Linked DNA regions of Zea mays: region 2 is linked to region 1. Evidence: chromatin contacts called from public Hi-C data. All regions are on one chromosome and are shown on one strand. Each heading gives the region's core, a stretch centred on a gene start, on an enhancer-like site or on the middle of the called end of the contact. The rest is flanking DNA. Distances are from core to core; before and after follow the strand shown.

Region 1 (2,878 bases), core at 65-2,564:
CAAGGTTGTGATCAACTACGCTATTATAAGGCAAGCTAGATTGCATTCCACATCCCTGCCTTGACTGCCTACAGAAGTTTAGAAAATACAAAGCACACTTTAAAGATCATGGAATCATTATTGAAGTTATCAATTTGTTCACCTCAATGAATGCAAATGCTTTAACCTTTATACAGGCCTACCCGGTACCTTATTCTATGGATAGCCTCCTCTTCATTGACCATGTTTAATAGCATCCTGTGTTCCACATCAGAGACTTTCAACTCTCTTCTTAGTTCAGTAATTAGACTTTCTTTTTCCTGCACAAGACCTTTGTTAAAAAATTTCGGTAAGGAATATAATATGCCACAGTAGTCACCAGTAATTTTCCATTGATGAAATTACCCATGTCAGGGCATCCGATTGCATTTTGAATGCTCTAAGAACACCAGTATATGCCTGTTGCTCAATCTGATGTATATCGCTATCCAACTTGTTGTGTGGTCTTGGCTGAGAAAATGGGCCTGCTAATTGCCTTCTGTTCCCACTGAAATGCATTCTCGGTACTCTAATTTGATATGTTGGAGGGAGATCATCATCACTCCCTGAAATCAGACAAATAGTCAATACAAAATAATGCAAATACCAGAAACTTCTCTGAAACAGTAAACTCAGGTTCCAGATTAGTGGTGTTCAGATAAGTTCCATAGCTTTATGTTGTTTCCACAATGATAAATTATCAAAGTGTCCGTCTGGATCTGCCTCTCTTTAATATAACAAGCAGGCTCTCCAGCCGGTTCAGTTTTTTTTTAAAAAAAAATCAACTCAATCATACTACAGCAGTCATGCTATCCAATCCAATTCTTCACGCAGCCATGCTACTTTTTGTGAATTCTATGATAATTACATCACATTACATGGTAATAATTTACATGCAACGAAGAAACAATAAATAAACCCGTGCTTACTCCCAGTAATCTAAATATGTGGTCCATCTTCCATCATCAGTATTCAGAAAGCATCAACATATACAAAATCGCATCACCACGCCACCCCGAGCACGCATCAAACTCTGCATTTGCCAGACGGATCGGCTAGACGCGACTCACCGCTGCAGTCGAAGGCGCGGTGCTCCATGACCTTCCGCGACGCCACGGAGCCAGCAAACCTCGCAAACCGTCGGCGTCTCCTCCGGAAGCCCACCAGATCTCAACTCCAGCAAGCGTTGGGAACTTGGGACCTCCAGAGCCAGACGTCCAAGTCCAATCCACGTAGCTGCTTGCACCGCGGCTCCGGCCTAGGTTTGGAGCTCTGGGTTCTGGGGGGGCTGGAACGGATGGGGATCCCGGTCACACTTTCCACTTTGGTTGGACTACGCTTTCCATTTGGCACCTAGAAAATTGGTTTGAACTCGTACGGAACTGTCAGCAAACAAAAATATCCTAAATAGTCAAACCGAAATTAGATTTCTAAAGACGCATCGCATTTTAAGATATAAGTTAAACTAGTCTAATAACCGTGTGTTGCGACGGTAACCAACCTATTTAATAATACTAGTCGGTTGTCCGTGCGTTGCGACAGCTTACAACAATATCCATCAAAAAAATTTCAAAATTTTTTATTGATTGTCTCCGCTCTCTGTGTAATATATTTTTTGATTTGGCTAACTGATGTTATTGTTTACTCCATGCAAATATGTCTTGGTACAACATGGCCAATGAAGTGAGCGATTAGAAAAGAGTTCATAACGATTGACTGAATGAACAGAGATTATAAAATGACATAATTCCATCATACAGAGACCAAATAAGAGAAAGTTTGTGAGATCAAGTTTCTAAAATAGGTCCCATGAAGTCAAACTTATAAAAAAGAAAGATCAAAATATGGAGTGATTGCTAAAGTCAGGCATCATTAAAAACTGGATACGCTCCATATAAATTATGCTACTTCGTAGCAATTACTAACGTTTAAAACTAACAAATAACCTTTCATTTTGTTGTTAGTGTGACAAATCATTGCTGCTCCATCCAATGCAGCAACCACAAACACCATATAGTTTATTGCGCCAATGTGGTCTCAGAAATGACATAATGCTTGCAAGAGCCAAGAACGTCATGACGTGCTTGGGCTGTAGCCTCGGCCCGTAGTGCTGGTCCGACCCGACACGATTATTTTTTTATTTTACAAAAAAACCGTATATACCTATATACGATTTATATTCAATATTAAAAATATCTTAGCGTGATGTTCTACTGGTTAGACAGTTTCACCCAGTGTCTCCCGCCCTTCTTCTATCAGGGCATTGGTTCGAACCCCACCTCTCACACCATTTTTTAACATTTTACGCTGATTTAATTAAATGGATCGACGGGCTGGCCCGACACAGTTAGCAGGTCGGCATGACGTGTCTGTGCTATAGTTGTGGCCCGCGTGCATCTAGCCCATGTCGGGCGTTGTTACGCTGATTTAATTAAATGGATCGACGGACTAACGGGCTGGCCCGATACAGTTAGCAGGCCTGCATGACGTGCCTGTGCCATAGTTGTGGCCCGCATGCATCTAGCCCGTGTCGGGCGTCGTTTGGTATCTATAGACGTGCAGCGGATTAATTTGAAATAGATGTGAGGGGTTATTTGTAAAAAAATGACGCATGACGACCGTTGAAACTGGTGCTTTAAGTATAGTATAGATTGATTGGGTGACTAAACAACACTTGAGAGTCTTAATGGACCCTTCACATAAAAATACTCAGGCCCCATTTGTTTCATTGAAATTCAATTCCATTTTAATAATTATAATTTAGACAAAACTAATTAAGTTCATATATTTATATATGTAATATATTTGTATATTACCATAAATCATATGATAGAGATATTTATATACCATATTTATGTTA
Region 2 (3,070 bases), core at 107-2,606, 180 kb before region 1:
ATCTCATTTTTCTCTTTCCTCCCCCACCTGCATTTTTTCCATTTTTGGTTTGTCGTAGCCTGTGGATTAGCAGGGTGTGATCCTGTCAACGAACTACAACAAAGCTGACAGACGACCCTTGAGGAAATGATGGGTCCTGTGTCGTCGACCTTTTCGTCGTGCCAAAATAAGCAGACAGACGATTCTGGCGGCCAGGTATGCTGGCTCTAAATGGTTCTTTTGATCCTGCTTTATGTTTGCATCGCACTCACGTTGTCGAAATAATATTCAACTTAATAAAAAAAACTCAACACCCGCATGTGTAAGACAGCCTCCGTGCATATAGAAGAAACACATGTGAATAAAACTCCCATACATAGCGACATAGTTAAGCAAGTGAGATTTAGGCTGGTTTTGAACATGTCCTTTGGCATGAGACAAAGAAGGGATGTTTTTAAACAACACACAATATTATTCAATTATGTTCTATTATTCTTAATTATCTTGAAGCGTGACTATATGCATAGATGTTATTCCCTCCGTTGTGAATACATAGCACATTTTTTTCTGCATTAAATTACATGACACTTTATTTTTGTCCTAAATCAATCTTCTAAAACTGACCAAGTTATTAGGAATGTGCATTCTCCTATACATTTCATCAAAGATATAAAAATTTAAAGTAAGACAAAGCTAACTATAATTTGGTCCAGGGAGTATTATGTTTGTGTTCTATAAATGGTAGGTTGTTTTCTTACTTTTTTTGTTTGCACTGACTGATGACTGTCCTTGTGCTTTAGGGATGTATGTAATGGTTATTTGTGCATACATTGCAGCAGAGTCCAGGGACACTTATCTAGCTATCAAGGTGCCATATCCCTCACATCTCATGTCTGCCTCTGTCTTCTTGTATGCCTCCTTTCAATTGTTTACCGAGTATTTGTAGTCCTCTGTTTGTTGCCATTTACTAAGAATTGGAAATTCTCTTTCTGTTATCTTTGTTCTTTAATATTATTGTCATTTACTTATCTATTTTTGTGTGCATACGACAAACCTCCTACAAGCTGTCTTGTTTTATGTGTGTTGGTGCGTCTCGTAGGAGAAAACACATATCTTTCCATTTCCTGGCAACTAATTCGAGGCCACCTCCAACTCCTTTTTTAATGAATATTACGTTGTTTGTTTACAAACAAACTGCATGTATGACCTGTCAAACCACTCTAAGTTTGCATTACAATATATGCTACAACATTTATCTACTGTATAACTAAGGGGGTGTTTAGTTTCTAGGGACTAATGTTTAGTCCCTAGATTTTATTTCATTTTAGTTCCAAAATTGCCAAATATAGAAACTAAAACTTTATTTTAGTTTCTATATTTAGCAATTTATACACTAAAAAGGAATGAAATGAAGGGACTAAACATTAGTCCCTATAAACCAAACACCCCTTAAGTTTTCTATTTAATTACCATCATCCACCACGACATCACGCTATACACACAGATCACTCTGCTCCACGCGCGCATGGGCGCGCACAATACACTAGTGATGATATGAACGAGAAAAAAGAATGCGAGGGAGTAGAATCCCTGGGCCGCAGCCTACTAGACAGCCCAATTTGTTGGGGCGCGTTATGGCGTGTGAGCTTTTTGGCTTCGTCGGTTCAGGTACTCTTCCTCTACACGAAAGGTCGCCGATACGCGCCCCTTGCATTGCAGACGCTGGTATGCAAATGCAATGCGAGACTCGAGCTCGCTCTTGTTCGCCGCGCGCATTGACGGCCAATCGGCGTTGCTGCACTCGGCTCTCTTTTTTTCCCTTTATACTTTTTCTGCCCGTTAAGCACGTACGTAGATACACATAGTTTGGTGTACAGCACTAGGCACGCACGATTGCTCTTGCTCGCAACACAGCTGCCGCTCCAGCTCGCTCTTCTTCAGTCACCCAATATCCCCAGGCCTACTACCAACCAGCCCCCGCGTCCAAGATCTCTCCCTCCCACGGCCCGCTCGGACTCCCCGGCGCAATGGCGACCGACGCGATCCTGGAGACGATCAAGCCGCGGCGGAGCGAGGAGCAGCTCCCGGTGACCACGGCGGCCGCCGCCGGCACCAGGCTGCGGCGGCGCGTGTCCTCGTTCTCGGCGCACGTGAGGCCGCCGCCGGGGCTGTCGTCCTCGGCGGCAGCGGCGTTCCGGCGCGCGAGGTCGATGCCGACCGCCAAGGCGCTGGCGGCGGCGGGCGCGCTGCGGCGGTGGTGGGAGTGGGTGACGGCGCCGTTCGCGCCCCGCGGCGACGACGACGACGAGGCAAGGCCGCTGGGCGGTTGCCGCTGCGCCTGCGCCGGCGGACCGGGCGGGTGGCGCCACGTCCTGGTCAGGCTCCGCGCCGGCGCGCGCCGACTGCTGGGCCGCGACGGCCGCCCGCTCAAGGCCGCCGCGCCGCCGGACTTCGGCTACGACTCCGTCAGCTACGCGCGCAACTTCGACGACGGCGAGGCGTGATGCGGGTGGTGGCGGGACGGCCGTGGCGGTGGCGGCCGGGCGTGGATCACAGGATCAGCAGTGGTCCAGCTGTCGCAATAAAGCAATTGAATTTTGTTTTTCGGTGGTGTATATGGCAATATGGCATGGCTTTTACATATGTACTAGAATATGGTGGTCGTGTGTATGGTGGTATCGCTCGATCTCGGAAGGAAAGACGATCGATCGAGCGTTGCCGCGAGCTGGAGGCCTGGACCATGAATGGTCCGGTCCGTGAACGAACATGTAACTAGTGTTCTTCCGTCGTCGTTGTTTTCTTGCATGCTCCTTGAATGAACACGCCATGGTCCATGGATCCGCTTCGAGAATCAGAGCAGAGCAGAGCAGAGAAGGTTCAAAGCAACGGAAGCGCAGCCTTTCAGCTAGATAAGAGCAGAGCGGAGAAGGTTCTTCCTCCTCACCCGCCCTCTCGTCAGATTCAAGAGCAGGTTCAGATTCAGATCTGCTTCGGCTTCGGTGTCCCTTTCGCTGCAGCGGCGGGAGCGCGACATGGCAGCTACAGGGCTACTACAACTACCACTGCTGGCTGCCCCCCCGTCTCGGTCCGG

The links. A called contact is a pair of places that touch in the nucleus more often than the background predicts.
Region 2: a contact with region 1 is called in a Hi-C map of tassel, with 2.4 times the contacts expected there. The contact joins the promoter of LOC100277899 here to the promoter of LOC100274024 in region 1. A contact is called at or near these places in 3 of 25 Hi-C or Micro-C datasets (ear, endosperm and tassel).

The regions. Positions count from the first base shown.
Region 1 is chr4:205,653,531-205,656,408 of Zm-B73-REFERENCE-NAM-5.0, reverse strand. It overlaps LOC100274024 (ENT domain containing protein), which reads right to left and starts at 1,314. Exons shown (of 8, transcript NM_001148409.1): 1 at 1,089-1,314; 2 at 385-584; 3 at 190-299; 4 at 1-68. The coding sequence starts at 1,116.
Region 2 is chr4:205,832,063-205,835,132 of Zm-B73-REFERENCE-NAM-5.0, reverse strand. It overlaps LOC100277899, which reads left to right and starts at 1,356. Exons shown (of 1, transcript NM_001151347.2): 1 at 1,356-3,070. The coding sequence starts at 2,007. The coding sequence ends at 2,483.